2 separate regions of the Gossypium hirsutum genome follow, and region 2 is linked to region 1. A link is a contact called in public Hi-C data. All regions are on one chromosome and are shown on one strand. Each heading gives the region's core, a stretch centred on a gene start, on an enhancer-like site or on the middle of the called end of the contact. The rest is flanking DNA. Distances are from core to core; before and after follow the strand shown.

Evidence for each region. Hi-C and Micro-C count contacts between places; a contact is called where the count stands out from the background.
Region 2: a contact with region 1 is called in a Hi-C map of leaf, with 4 times the contacts expected there. The contact joins the promoter of LOC121209907 here to the promoter of LOC107959405 in region 1. A contact is called at or near these places in 6 of 34 Hi-C or Micro-C datasets (callus, hypocotyl and leaf).

The regions. Positions count from the first base shown.
Region 1 is chrA11:61,224,392-61,231,750 of Gossypium_hirsutum_v2.1, reverse strand. It overlaps LOC107959405 (protein PHLOEM PROTEIN 2-LIKE A10-like), which reads left to right and starts at 3,747. Exons shown (of 1, transcript XM_016895466.1): 1 at 3,747-4,292. The coding sequence starts at 3,747. The coding sequence ends at 4,292. It overlaps LOC107959395 (putative threonine aspartase), which reads right to left and starts at 1,685. Exons shown (of 5, transcript XM_016895457.1): 1 at 1,587-1,685; 2 at 1,261-1,424; 3 at 688-811; 4 at 497-601; 5 at 360-386. The coding sequence starts at 1,685. The coding sequence ends at 360.
Region 2 is chrA11:61,499,921-61,507,279 of Gossypium_hirsutum_v2.1, reverse strand. LOC121209907 reads right to left here and starts at 2,493. Exons shown (of 3, transcript XR_005905088.1): 1 at 1-2,493. LOC107957871 reads right to left here. Exons shown (of 3, transcript XM_041082083.1): 3 at 6,412-7,359. The coding sequence ends at 7,039. It also overlaps the pseudogene LOC107893133.

The DNA.
Region 1 (7,359 bases), core at 2,498-4,997:
TAAGGCATAAACATTAGAGGCAATGCATTTAATTTCACCTTCAACAATGATGATGAAAGCTATGTATTGGTTGAGCTAACTATCCTTTTAGAGGAACCATTCAGACCGGGGGTGAAGCCAGAAAATTTTTTTAGGGGGCGGATGAAATTTTAATTTTTTATAGTTTATATTTTTATAATTTGTAAAGGATTAAATTGAACTTTTATAATTTAGGGGGGCCAAAGTGCAATTTTATCTTTACTAATTTAAAATTTTTAAAAATTTTCTAAGAATAGAAACCTGAATTAAGAAAAAAAAGCATAAACAACAGATAAAGAGTGTATGTAGATAATGCAACTTCTTTTCATTTTTAATAGCTGTCAAAGCATTGCCAGAAATAAATGGAACTTCATAACCATACATAGATAATGCAGTATCTTAACCATACCTTATAATTTGCTACATCAATGAATATACCATCTACTCCAAAAACATGTTTTAATTGCAAGCATCATACCTTAGGCCTTTCCATGCCACTTCCAAAATATACTATCCCAAAAGACAAGGATGAGTACGCAGCTGCAATTTCTATAACTTTCAGTTTTGGAGGATTTCCTGGAACCTAAACCAATAAATTCACATATAAAAACTAATCCGATAAATATAATTTTTTTTGAGAGATATATTGTGGTTTAATTGAAACCTCGCCCTGATAGGAGCATCCGCTTGCACAATTAAAATCCCAACACTTTTATCAGTATCAGCTTGATTACTATCTTGAGTAACAAAGCAAAGAACTTTCATGCAAGCAGAGGCAGGACCTGCCTGTGAGCTAAGCATGAAAATGACCTTATTAGTACCCCAAGTATTGCAAATTGCAATGAATCTAATGTATGTTTCAAAGGCAGCCAAAATTATTTACTTGTGTCCTTCATTTTTCCTTTTAGCTTACCTTAAATATTCTAAATGGGATCAAAGATGATAAATCTTCGAATTTAAGCAAATAATTTAAGATCGAACAAATTCAACTTCTATTATATGATTTATCACTTCTAGTTCTCACCAAACATAGACCCTTACCGATTTCAACACCCATGCTCAGAATCAAGTAGACAATTAATGTTTCAAAAGATCGTATCCTATTATACTACTTTTGTATTAATAAAAAGAGATACAAGCAGAGACAACCTAACTCGACAAGGTCCATTTAGGATAACTAAAACTTTCTTCATGTAAAGGGAACAAATTCCTGTTAGTCATATAAATCCAAAAGAATCCTACAGTGACGATGAGACACAGCACTCCCGAGCTGAAAATCCTTTCATTAGGTGTTCTCCAGCACCGCTAACACAACAACCAACTATGAAACGAGCCCCAAAGGGTCCTTTTGAGGAGGCCCAACAGCCTGCACCATACATTGCTGCTAATCCCACACGACCAGAGACCTATCACAATTGTGGGAAAAAGTGTATCATAAATCATATAGCCTCAAAAAGGAATGAACTAAGAAATACAGTTTCGTCTAGTAGTTATCACCTTCAGTACAATACCACCACTGGAGGCTCCTATGCTATATTTCTTTCAGTGTCAACACAAATGACTCCCACAGTGTCCAGGATATTATCTTCTGATAGGCTGAGCATACATGATTGACCACCACTGTTGCCCTTCAAAGTATCATAAGTTTGAGCATGTGAGCCTGACATATAGATGCATAATTTCGGTTAAAAATATTGTCCAAGCTTATTGATATGAAATACATCTCCAAAATTATTTGGGGGGGCAAATCTTAAATGAAAATGATAAAAAATAAGTAAATGCAGAAACGACTCAAAGAAACATCCACCAATTTTGTAAGCAATCAAATATCGGTGAAATCAATACAATTCACACTACTAATTATAGATATACAGAGTCTTCATTGCTAAGAGAAAATCATGAATGCTGGTACAGATGCTAAGATTGTTGAAACACTAAGCAATCAAATAACCCATCAAATAACTTATGATTCTCTAAGCATTAAGATTCAAAAATAAACAAAGCTTATTAACACATATGTCGAATTTCTCTTTAATTTAACCTCAAAGATTTTTTCAGCTGAAATGCTTTGTTCAGCTTACACTGTAACTAGCCCAACATTTCAGAATCAAAATTGAAAAAAAAGAAGAAGAAGTAAAGTAATGGCAAATTTACCAGTAAAACGATTTCCTCATCTCCCCCGCCTCTATTTTCTTTTTCTTTTTCTTGCTCAAAAACTCTATAACTGATTCAAAGCTCAAAATCCAAAACCCCTTCAACCCATTTACCACAAACAACAAATTCCAACCTGAAATTGAAATCTCTTACTATTGAGACAAGCAACCTGAAATCCCTTACAATAAACAGAAATGCCCAACAATTCGAATAAACCAAGCTTAGTTTTCTAACCCTAAATTGCCCTAAAATAATCGGATCAACCAGTTGACCAATTTTTTTTCGAAAACTCATTTTTTTCACAACCCCTTTCTAGTGAAATACAAGCAGAGAAGTAAAGAGATGAAATTCTCACAATGGAGGTGAGATTGAGGGAAATAATAACCTTACTCGTCTCAACTTTGGGGATGCTTTTTATAATGTCGAGATCTCTGTCGATGATGGTCGTGGGATGAGAATAACTAAACGAGAACTAGGAGACAGGGTTGGGGTGTGGTGGCTTGAGGTGTTTGCTGAGGGAGAGTGGTAAAGGGCAAGAATGGGAGGTTATGTTTTTTTTCTTATTCGGTGGAGGCTCTGTATTGCTATTCTTTAAATCAGGTGGGGAATGGCTATTACGGGAAGAGGCGGAATGGGAGATGAATGAAATTCTGTCGAATGGAGGATTCAGTGAACCAAACTAATGAATAGCTGCTTATCACCGAATCATCCAGGAATAGTTTGGCTATTCATGCCAACCAAACGTGTTGTAAATTTTCTGGTGGTCGTTGAAACTTAAGAACTTCAAAAACCTAATAATGAATGCTTGAATTTGCTTATCATTCCTCTCTTTCCTTTTTTTTTTTTGCATAAATAAATATTATATGCAAATCAAATATTATCCCTGCGACAGACTGCTCTATTATTCTGCAACTGCTTTGACGTCTTTGCATTCTACAATATAGTTTAAGTTTGATCTTGTTTCTGTTTTTATCTCTTCCTTTTCATGTTCTTTGTACTTGTAATAACCATTTACCTTAGATTGAAAAAAAAAAACTTTGCTTATTTTCTTTTATATATGTGGGTTAGAAGACTTCATTTGAAGGAAGAGGGAGACTTCATTTGAGTTTGAGGTGAGTTTTCTTGGCTTTTTTCGAAGAGTTTTGTCTTAGCAACTTATGGAGCTGTAATTGGCTTTAAAGGGTTTGGATTTTTCCCAAAAGAAGAAGAAATGGGTTGCTTTAATGGCGATTTTTGGTTTAACCAGTTATGGTTTCTATAGAGTTTATCACTTTCCTGCTATAACTCAAAAGAGAAACAGAGTTTTAAAGCTTTTAGGAGCTTTGGTTTCCATTACTTAAGCCATCTCTGATTGTGCTAAAATAATAAGAGTTGTTTCTAATGATTTGAATGGTTTTCTCCTATCAAAATTAGACCAAATTCCTAATACTTTGAAACAAGTTTCGAAAATCACCAAGTCCAATGAATTTTCACAGTCCATAGCAAGGGTTACACAAGGCCTGACTGTGGGAATTTTACGTGGTTATCAATCGGAGGCAAGAAGTGGTGATACCTTAAATGCCAAATCTCGTTCAATGGATCAAGTTATGGATAAGCTTTTTACTGAAGCTGGTGCTGGTTTTGCTTCCGCTGTTGTTGAAAGCTTTGCTAGGAATTTGGTCATGGCAGCATGTAAAGAACTGCAATCTAAAGGAGATTCGAACTCAAAATTGACTCCGTGCTGGCTGAATTTGGTGTGTGGTGATGAGTTTAGGGAGCTGATTGGTGATTGTATTCAAGTTTTTGTTAACTCTATGGTGGGCGTTTATCTTGAAATGACTAAAGATGTCAACACTTTTGATGAGCTCTTTGCAGGGTTGACTAACCCCGACCATGCAACACAACTGAGGAACTTGTTGATCACTACTTCTAATGGTGCAATGGAGGCTCTTGTCAAAATATCTCATCAAGTTTTGACAAATTCTAATAGTTCAAAGGACTCACCTGATGATGTCAATGATGATGATGATGATGATGGGTGGGTTAGAAAAGTGTCATCAACTTTATCAGAGCCAAGAAATGAGAAATTTGTTGTTGATATGAGTGGAAGGATTGCATTCGAAATAGTTAGCATTCCTTGAAGTTTTGTTGGAGATGGTATGTCAAGACATGAAAAAATGTGTCAAGGTTGCTCAAGAAGCTATCGTTGAAGGTGGTCTTGAGATAGTGAGATATGTTAGTGCAAAGTCTTCAGTTTTTGCCACCATATGTCTGTCTCTGTGCTTGCACATTCTTGGTGGTGTTTGGATCTTGGTGCTAGCACAAGTTGTTTCACAAAGTCATGTCATCCTATAGTTTTCACCAACGCCTCCATGTGTTCATTTCTTCGCTCTATGTTAAGTTGCTTTCATGAATAAAATGCATGTTGGAATTTGTAATAATTAATCTTTAGCTTCATTACTTGTATATATTTGGCATTTATAAAATCTTTGTATTTACAAGTATTTTAAGCCTATGGAGTCGATTCAATTTAGTTTTCATTCTCGAATAAGAGTAATAGTTGTTTAGCTCATGCCTAATCTGCAACAATTGTATAGTAAGCTTCAACGTGGTGCTTCTGCTATGGCCTACAACTCTACTACTCTAGTGCTAATGAAGTGCCTTTAATGGCTCACATTTACTTCTGCAACCAGAAAGAAGCATTTTAATCCATGCCATACGTCGACTGCAAATTTGCTACATTTCATTGAATGTTGCCAGCGGAACAGTACTAACTGGTATAAATGCAAACCGTCTTTTGTTCGTTTTTTTCTTTTTGAAATTTTCTCTTACATGTATTTCCGGTTGACTTTAGTTGCTTATTTGCATCATGCACATATTCATATTGGATGCACACTCAACACTTAGTGCAACTTGGATTAATTTAAGGGGAGATGACCTTTTTTTTTTGGGTTCCAGGTTGAGTCAAAGAATGGCCATTGTTTCTTTTGCGTGAGTGTATTTGGATGCATGCATTTGTTTAGATAAGTATTTGATAAACTTCATCAGCAGGGGGGACACAAAAAAGTAAAAGAATATTCTAACCGTAAGTAGATCTTTACCTTCGCAGTATGGCGGCAAGAGGTCACCTGTTTTGTAGTTACTCGGTGCCAACATCATCTTAATTTGCTTCTTTCAAGACCCTTTCTCATTTGTGGCAAACGAATATTAAGAAAAAGACAAACATGATCAAAGCTTTATAAATGGCCTATATCTCAAGACAGTTTCTCCTACATGCTAAGCACTATTTTTGGCCGGATTCGGACATTTTGAGTAGTTAACTACTATGTCAAGAAAATGGTACAAACGAACATGCAAACTTGTAGGGGATTGGAAAAAACCTAACTGATAAAAACAATAAATAAATTAAAATAAGGACCCAAATCACCTATGGGAAGGAGAGAAGCATGCTGCTTCTAAAAATTTCATTCTACCTCATTTCAATTTAGGGTTTTACCTTCCTTCATCATCTTTTTCAGTTCTTATTCTCAACTGACCACAAATTTGTACTCTAATAACTGACAATAGCAGGATTAGAGTATGTGAGACTTTTCTGAATCATTTCCTTGCATGAAATAGGAATCAAGTTTCAAAACCCAGTAAGGGTCCTAATAATACCCAATATTGGAGGGTCATACCAACAATCTGAGCCCATTTTAGTTTAATCAACAGTCTCGATTCTCATACTCCTTGTCAATGAGGTTACTCTTGAAACCGCTTCTTATCTAGTGGCAAGTTTCAAATTCTAAATTCTAGCACATATAAGACACTTTTGAGAATGTTATCATTTGTATTCTGTACCCAACTTGCACTCATGTCACATAGGTTTAAACCCTGCAAGTCGCTTCTATTTTATAAACTTGTCAGCTCTTCAAATCATTTTTTTAAGCACTCAATAATTTTGAAATAAAAAAAATCTTATTATATGATGCTCTTACACTCTCTCTTCACACCCTCAAACTCTTAATACACTTAAAAAGATAAACCAATAAATTAATAATAAATAAAAATATAATGATGAAACTAGGATTAAATGGTAGTTGAAACTTGAAATATAAATTAAAATCACAGTTTGTGGTTGCCTTATTGGCTCTAACAAATACTTTATTAACCAGTTCAGCAACTGCCATCTCAACAAGTGACAGATCAGCCAAGGAGGAGCAGACGTGAGCGGAAACATCCTCAGGCCCTTGTTGATTATCATAAGTTGTTACAACCGTTTTTACTTGGTTAATAAAATTGGGAAAATGGCAACAGGGAGGGAATCAATCTGTTAAGTTGTTACAACCGTTTTTTTTTTTTTGCTAAAGGGGTATATAAACTCTTTTAACTTTCACAAAAAAAAATTAAGCCTCAAATGCATTTAATTAAACCCTCAAACTCTCAAATAACATCAATTAAATTTTTTGATTAACTTTTTTCATCTTTGACTATTACAGTGGTGATGTGACAGTTAACGGTGTTGACATGGCGCTCACTGTCAACAATAGTTGCTGACGTTGCCAACTACTGTGTTAGCAAAATAAAAATTAAAAATAGTTTTTATTAAGTTCATTCATTTCAAAATTTAATTTTTAAAAAAATTAAAAAAATTATTTTTGAGTAAAAATACATTTAAAAATATTCTAAAAATTAATAAAAAATTAAAAATTAATCAAAACTATTTAAAAGTTGAAAAGTTTAGAATGAATATGGATATAAGATTATCCAAATCCAATGAAAACATAGATGATATTATGTTCAGATTCAACTATTTTTTTAAATTATATAAAGTTTAAAAGATATTTAAAATATTTTCCTTTAAAAACATGATATGTGTATGAATGTTTTAATTTTATTGGTAACTTTTAAGATATGTAAAAAATAAAAATAAAATTATTTTTAGTAAATAAATATATAAATAGATTATAATTTTATTAATGCAGAAGTAAAGGTTTTTTAAATGTGAATATATAAATAGGAAAACTTTTATTTATATATTAAGGATATAAAAATTAGTGTGTGTGGATTGTGTCACTTTTCAAACAGACAATGGTGGCACCTCTCAAGTGATACTGATATGTGTATTAGTTTAAAAATTTTGGCTATTTTTGGTCATGGGATCTTTTACCTTTGGATATGTTCATCTAAAACACATTTAATTTTTCATCTTTCCATTGTTTCAATGAT
Region 2 (7,359 bases), core at 1,244-3,743, 280 kb before region 1:
GTGAACTATCAATGTAATCCTCCAAGGCCTTTTGAAAGCGATTAGCAACCATTTTAGCAATCACTTCGTATATAACATTACAAAGGCTAATTGGTCTAAAGTTTGCCATACTAGTAGGATTTGGAATTTTTAAAATCAGAAAAATGTTTGTGACATTCATAGGTTTAAAATCCAAATCATTATCAAGAACTCCTAAGCAATATTGGCTTACCTCTTTACCCATAATATGCCAACATCTTTGGAAAAAGATAGCTGGAAAACTATCAACCCTGGTGCCTTAGTGGGGCCCATATCTCTTAAAGTTCTAAAACCTTCTCTCTTCTTATATGCTGTAGTTAAAGCCATATTAGCTTCTTCAGAGATACATTTTTCAACTCCCGATAAAATATGGTCCATCCTCATTGCCCCTCTTTTTGATGTGAAAAGATTCCAAAAGAAATTCCTCGCTATGTTTTTCATTTCATTGTGATTTCCAGTTCTACCACCACCATAAGCCAAACATTTAATAGTATTCATTCTCTTTTATTGAGAGGCAAATTTATGAAAGACGTATTCTTATACCTAGCTTTAAACTAATTTGCTCTTGCCCTTTGCTCTTAAAACACCTCGTCCTTCTTAATTTCCATATTGAATTGAATTTTTGTATCAATAAAATCTACCAAATTATCATCGTCATGATTGGTTGCCATTAAGCTCTCTAGCTTCCTAGTCAAATGCTTTTTAAACTTATTCCTTTTCCCCTTAATACGTCTAGTCCATCCTCTCAAATCGAACTGAAGCCTCTTTAATTTTGAAAAGATATCCCCCTTAGTCATTTTCCATATTTTTTTTACTTCCCCTTCGAACGAGTCTTCCATAGTCCACCAAGCTTCAAATTTAAAATCGCTAACTACTTTCCCTCCTTCCTTATGACCTAATTGCACTAATAGGGGGCAATGATCTGAGGAAGAATGTGGTAAATGACAAATCAATGTATTTGGGAAACTTTTTAACCAATCTTCATTTGCCACCCCTTGTTTAACATTTCCCTAATATTTGTTTCAGGCATATTGTCTTACTCCGAAGTAAATCATGGCCTCGAGTACCCTTTATCAAAAAGTTGACAATCCTCCAATGTTTCTCTAAACAACTCCATTTTCATTTCTTCCCTAGGCAAACCCTCGTTCTTCTCAAAAGCGTACATAATTTTATTAAGGCCTCCACAAACAAGCCACGAGAGATCAGTATTCAACCCTAGCCTTTTAAGATCATTCCATGAATTACTCATTTGACTTGCAAACTGGGAATTATAAAAACCTGTGAAGTGCCAATCCTTTTCACAGCTTCTAACCACCACATCAATAAATTTTGATGCATAACATCTCAAATCAATGGACGTCTTTTCCTTCCATGCTCCTTTTAGTTCCCTTAGCCCTTATGTCTATCCTATTAATAAAACCACAACATTTTCTTACCCTTTCTACCTTTCTCCCATCAAGTTTTGTCTCCATGAAAAAGACGATTTGGAGACTGAATTGCTTCAGCACATGTTGAAGACGATGCACTGCCTATGGACCCCTTAAACCATGGACATTCCAACATATGATTTTCATTACGCCTGGTTGGCTTGGCTCTTGGCAGCCGTCGATCCCTGATAAAGTGAAGCTAAATCTTACTTCGAAGAATTCCTTTCTGTAACGATAGTCATTAAATCATCTGAGTCTTTCTCAACAATTTTCGCTCTTTTTCCATTCTCAATGCTTGGAAAAATTCCCCTACTCGTCAATTTCCTCTCATGTCTTTTTTCTTTTTCCATGAACGCATGACCTCAGATTAGACCTCATCCACTTTCATATTGTGCCCTATCTCATTAAGAGATTCATCATGATCCATATTTTCCCAATCAAAGTCTTGGAAAGATTTTATCAGTTTCACAATCCTTATCAACCAAGCCATTCCTGAAATCTCTCCTCACACTAATAGTTTTCGAGTCAAACTCAAACTCCACCACAGCTCTCATTTTCGTCGATTTGACGTTTGCCTCCACTCCTAGAGAATGGACTGACCTCACTAATTTTATTGTGCCGCCACATTTTCTTCATCTGCTCTAGTATACGACCATTGCTTCATTGATTTCCTCGCAACGGATTTTAGCTTTAAACTCTTTCTACCCAAGAAATTTAATTTTGCCTTAAGAGCCAGCGAATATGGTAACTCATCCTCGGGTAGGTCTTTAACCTTTAGTGTAACCTTGATACACTCGTTAATACTATGCCCCATCTGTCCACACCTAAAGTAAACTCCATGCAAATTTTCATGGACCCAAATTCTCTATTGCGACTCAGTTAGAATAAAAATCCCCTTCTTAAAGGTGTTTGCACATTCATCTACAATTTAATCCTATAAAAATCACCTTTGACTTTCGATCTAAGCACTCCCCTAGAGGTGGATCCAATTGCTTGCATAAGATCCTTTCAATCACACTCTGAGGGACAAGGACCCCCTTTGACCCAAAAAAGAGACGCCACTAATCTATTTTGCTTCGTTCCATCGATTCCAATAATTTATCAAAAATAATCAATTGCCATAAAAAAAGCCATGATTGTCCCTCCAAAGTCAACTCCAGATCCTCTTCATCTTCAAATGAAATTTAAAACAAAATTTATCTTGTAACCTATATCTCAAATTTCTTCTTAGTCTGCCAAATACTTTTTAATTAAGCTTGAAAACTATCTGGATTGTGAGATTTTTTAATCCACACAATGCATAACAACGTCGGTTTTTCACCTGGAACTACCAGCAAGCTTTTAACGGACGACTGAATCAGTTCCTCCTTCAAGAGAGAGATATCATCCTTCTCCATTCCCTTTAAAGTCACCACTTTACTCAGACCCATCCACAGGCAGCGCTATTTATCTAAGAGACTAAGAGAGAGCATTCTTGACTTTTTTAGAGTTTACAATATAAATTCAATACAATTATAATATAATTACAAATACATGCCTAATAAACTATAAAGTAAAATCAAATTAATATATAACACAAATAAACTAAGAATCCTAATAATTTAGACTAAAATCAATCCATCAAAGTAAAACTCACATAAAATAAAACTAGGAGCTTAAACAATTATATATAACAAGACTTGTACCTTAACTATTCAAATACCTATATATTACAATTATAACTATCAATTAATAACATAAATAATGTTTTTTAAAACCCAATATCTACTTTCAATTTCTTTTTACCAAACAAAATTAAATTTGCAATTATTTGTCATGTCTAAATAACATTTCAAATATATAAATTTAAAAATTGATATTTGTATTTTCGAATTTACACCAAAAGAGAATACAAAAAATACTATTATTTTATAGGTGGCATTCGTGTGCCAAGTGGCACTAATAAAAATTAAAAAAAAAGTGAAACAGAAAAATAAACTACTAAAATTCTTTCTGCTTTTTTTCTTTTTATGTTACTTATTTTTTAATTTTCACTGATGCCACCTAATATACCGATTGCATCCATAAAATATTTTTTTTTATATTTTCTCATGTATATTTAAAAATACAAATATTTTTTTTAAATGATTGATGCTACAAATATTATTTTCACTCATATTTTAAAAATATATAAATGGCACTTGACACAATCATGATATCAAAATTTTTATTTTCTTTAAAACCAAATGATTAGTTAAAGATGCTAACTGAAAAGTAGATGGTGCCATCTAACCAATCGAGGACGCTAAATTACATTGTTCAAAATAGGTTATTTCCTTAAATAATTTTTTCCTTAAGTCATTTTGTTAATTAATTTTTTTTAAGGTTATTTGTATAAAAAAAAGCCAAACCTTCCTTTTTTTTCTTCCTCCTCTTTCTCCGCTGTCGCCGCCACCGCCGTCACCACTAAAAATCTGAACCCTAATCCTAAATCCCATCTTATATTGTTCCAAATGTCACACCTTGACAACATTCCATCCACTCCTGGCAAATACAAACCCGACAAAGCTTTCCGTTTCAACTCCTCCGCCGCATCTTCCTCTCTTTCCAAGCTAACCCTTTATTCCACCCTTTTCCTTTCCGTCCTCCTTATCTTCCTCCTCCTACTTTACTCCCCTTCTTCCAAACCATCGTTGCGCCGCCACCTATCTACTGGGTCCCACCGCACCCCACTCTCTCTTTCCCACAAACTAATCCGCAAATCTGCCCGTCCTCGCTCTACCACCGGTAACACCGTCCTTGTGACCGGCGCCGCCGGTTTCGTCGGAACCCATGTTTCCCTCGCTCTTAAACGCCGTGGAGACGGTGTCCTTGGCCTTGACAACTTTAACCATTACTATGATCCAACCCTGAAAAGGGCTCGCCAGAAGATCCTCGAAAAAGCTTGGGTTTTTGTCGTCGAAGGCGACATCAACGACAAGGGTCTTCTCGAGCAACTGTTCGATGCCGTTTTGTTTACTCACGTAATGCATTTAGCAGCTCAGGCAGGTGTTCGTTACGCTATGCAAAACCCAGGATCTTATGTTCATAGTAACATTGCTGGATTTGTGAACTTACTGGAGTGTCGAAATCGGCCAACCTTCAACCGGCAATTATCTGGGCATCTTCAAGTTCGGTATACGGCTTGAATTCTAAGGTCCTATTTTCAGAGAAAGATAGAACTGATCAACCTGCTAGTTTATATGCTGCTACAAAGAAAGCTGGTGAGGAAATTGCGCATACTTATAATCATATTTATGGACTTTCATTAACTGGATTGCGATTCTTCACGGTTTATGGTCCCTGGGGTCGGCTCGATATGGCATATTTATTTTTCACTAAAGATATAATGAAAGGTAAAACTATCACTGTATATGAATCACCAGATAAGGGTAGTGTGGCTAGAGATTTTACCTATATCGATGATATAGTGAAAGGGTGTTTGGGAGCATTGGATACGGCAAAGAAGAGTACAGGGAGTGGGGGAAAGAAAAGAGGGCCTGCACAATTGAGGATTTTTAATTTGGGGAATACTTCGCCTGTACCTGTGAGTACGTTGGTTAGTATATTGGAGAAGATTTTAAAGGTGAAAGCTAAGAAGAAAGTAGTGCCATTACCAAGAAATGGGGATGTGGAGTTTACACACGCCAATATTACCTTAGCAATGATGGAGCTCGGTTACAAGCCGGCGACTGATTTGGAGGCAGGGTTGAAGAAGTTAGTGAGATGGTACCTCAGTTTTTATTCGAGGTCAAAGAAGAAGAGTTCTTAGTGAAACTTTCTCATTTTTTTTTTCTCATTTTAGTTGATATTGATTACTTCTATGTTGTGTTCATTTGGTGGTTTATTGAGCATTTACTTCATCGTATGCTTGATATAATCATGCAAGTAGGGGTGCTATTCTGCTTTGCCTGTAGGGTGGGCCTCTCGTCCCAATTCGTAGTGATGGAAAGCTAGCAGCATTTTAGTTGTTATTCCACGTGTTGCTTTCTTTTCTCTTGGAAGCTTCTTTTAGCAGTTTTAAGCCTTGTACAGTTCATGACTGATGGATCGAAAAGATGTTCTGAATGCTGGTTCATTTTGTTTTCTCAACCGTACAGTTATTTCAATAAAATTGCAACCGCTGCAACGTGCTTTTAAATGATATTTTGTCTATAGAATTCCCCTGGTTTTGCCTACCAGTTTTGGTTGGAAAATCTTGAAGACGTATGATGTCTTAACTTGTTTGTTTTGGCTGTATTCTTTACTTGGCCTTTAGAATGGTTATGTTGTCTCAAATTCTTAGCTATAACACGCAATTTTTAGTATGAAAAAAGCACATGTTTTCAGAGCTTGTTGTGGAGAACGCAGTACACATCCTTAGGTTTTGCTTAGTACAAAGGATGGAAAAAAGTGAGGATTTATTTCAATTAAGACCAATTATTTCTTTTAGCCTTGAATCTAGGCATTTCACAGAATGACCTAGTTAAGCAGGTCAAACTTGTTACATTGCATGGCATCCATGGTATTGTTCTGACGGCATTGGCATTAAGGTGTAGTATATTATTAAAAACTAGGTAAAAATATCGCGAAGTCTCTTGTATTAGAAGTTGTATTCCATTGTGCCCCTTTTATTCAAAAAATAGGTTAATTAATCCTTGAATATTAGATTAAAGAGCAAATTAGTCTTTTAGTTAAAAATTTCATCTATTTTTACTTTTAAAAACTGATTCTCTACATGTATCATGTGTAATTGTTTAATTTATTCTATAAATTTTAACAATCTAACATACATATGCTAATTTACTCATTTTTTTAGTAAAAAAAGTAAAATACAATTTAACTCCTAATACAAAGGCCTTTTTACCTGCAAACTCATAGACTATCTTGTTTCAAGAAAAAGGAAAAGAAAAAAGGGGAAATATTTGAGCTAGGAACTTGCAAAATGTTGAAAGCATGATCAAATGCATGAAAAGAATTATGTGTATCATTTTTCCATTTGTGGTCACTTAAACAAGTGAACCCTTTTATTTTACAGCAGCAAACATCATCCTAGCAAAGGGAACATTAATACGAGTATTTATTAATCATTGCTGTTGTATTATCTACAACTAGGTCCAACGTTTAATCTTCGTCTACATATAGATGAACACGACAAAACTACATCTTGCATTTTATGTACTGTAAACCACAGAAAATACAGCCGATGCCTTTCTTCCTCGAGCATCAAATCTCCTACCATAAGATCCTTTTCTTAAGGATGTCAAAATTCACCAAGTCCGGTATCAGATTTACAGCATCCACTGTGACATCTCTCTTATCTAGGAATTCGCTTATGGTAAGAAAAAACTTCTTGAAGATCGCACGAATGACTCATTGTAAAGCAAGAACAAAAGAATAATTATATTATTTTAGAAGTCAGAAATATGGTTTAAGATGTTCGATAAAGTTATCTAAAAGTCAGAAAGGGATCATCGAAATTTCATCTCAAGGAACGAACCCAGCTTCTGAACCACAATGCAGACGTTAACGTACTCAAGTTGATAACTTGATACGAACTCGGTAAGCTACGATGGCGAAGGCAAAATCTGCATTATTATTGCGACTTGGAAGAGTCAGCATCAGAGTCAGTGTCCAACTCCCACCATGCACCAGAATCTTCCTTATGCATATAATCAGAACTGTTTCCATCATCACTACCATCAAAATCCAGATCCTCACTCTCCTCATCAAACATATCTTCAGAGCCATAAAACTTCCTCTCCACCTCTGGATCATAAGTCCACTCTAGTTTCTTCAAGATATCACGGTCTTTCCACTTCCCCACAACGGATACTGCCTCTTTCTTAGCTTTTCCCTTCAATATTTCTGTCCAAGAAAACCCAGCATCTGCGACTCTTTTCAATGCCCCATCATC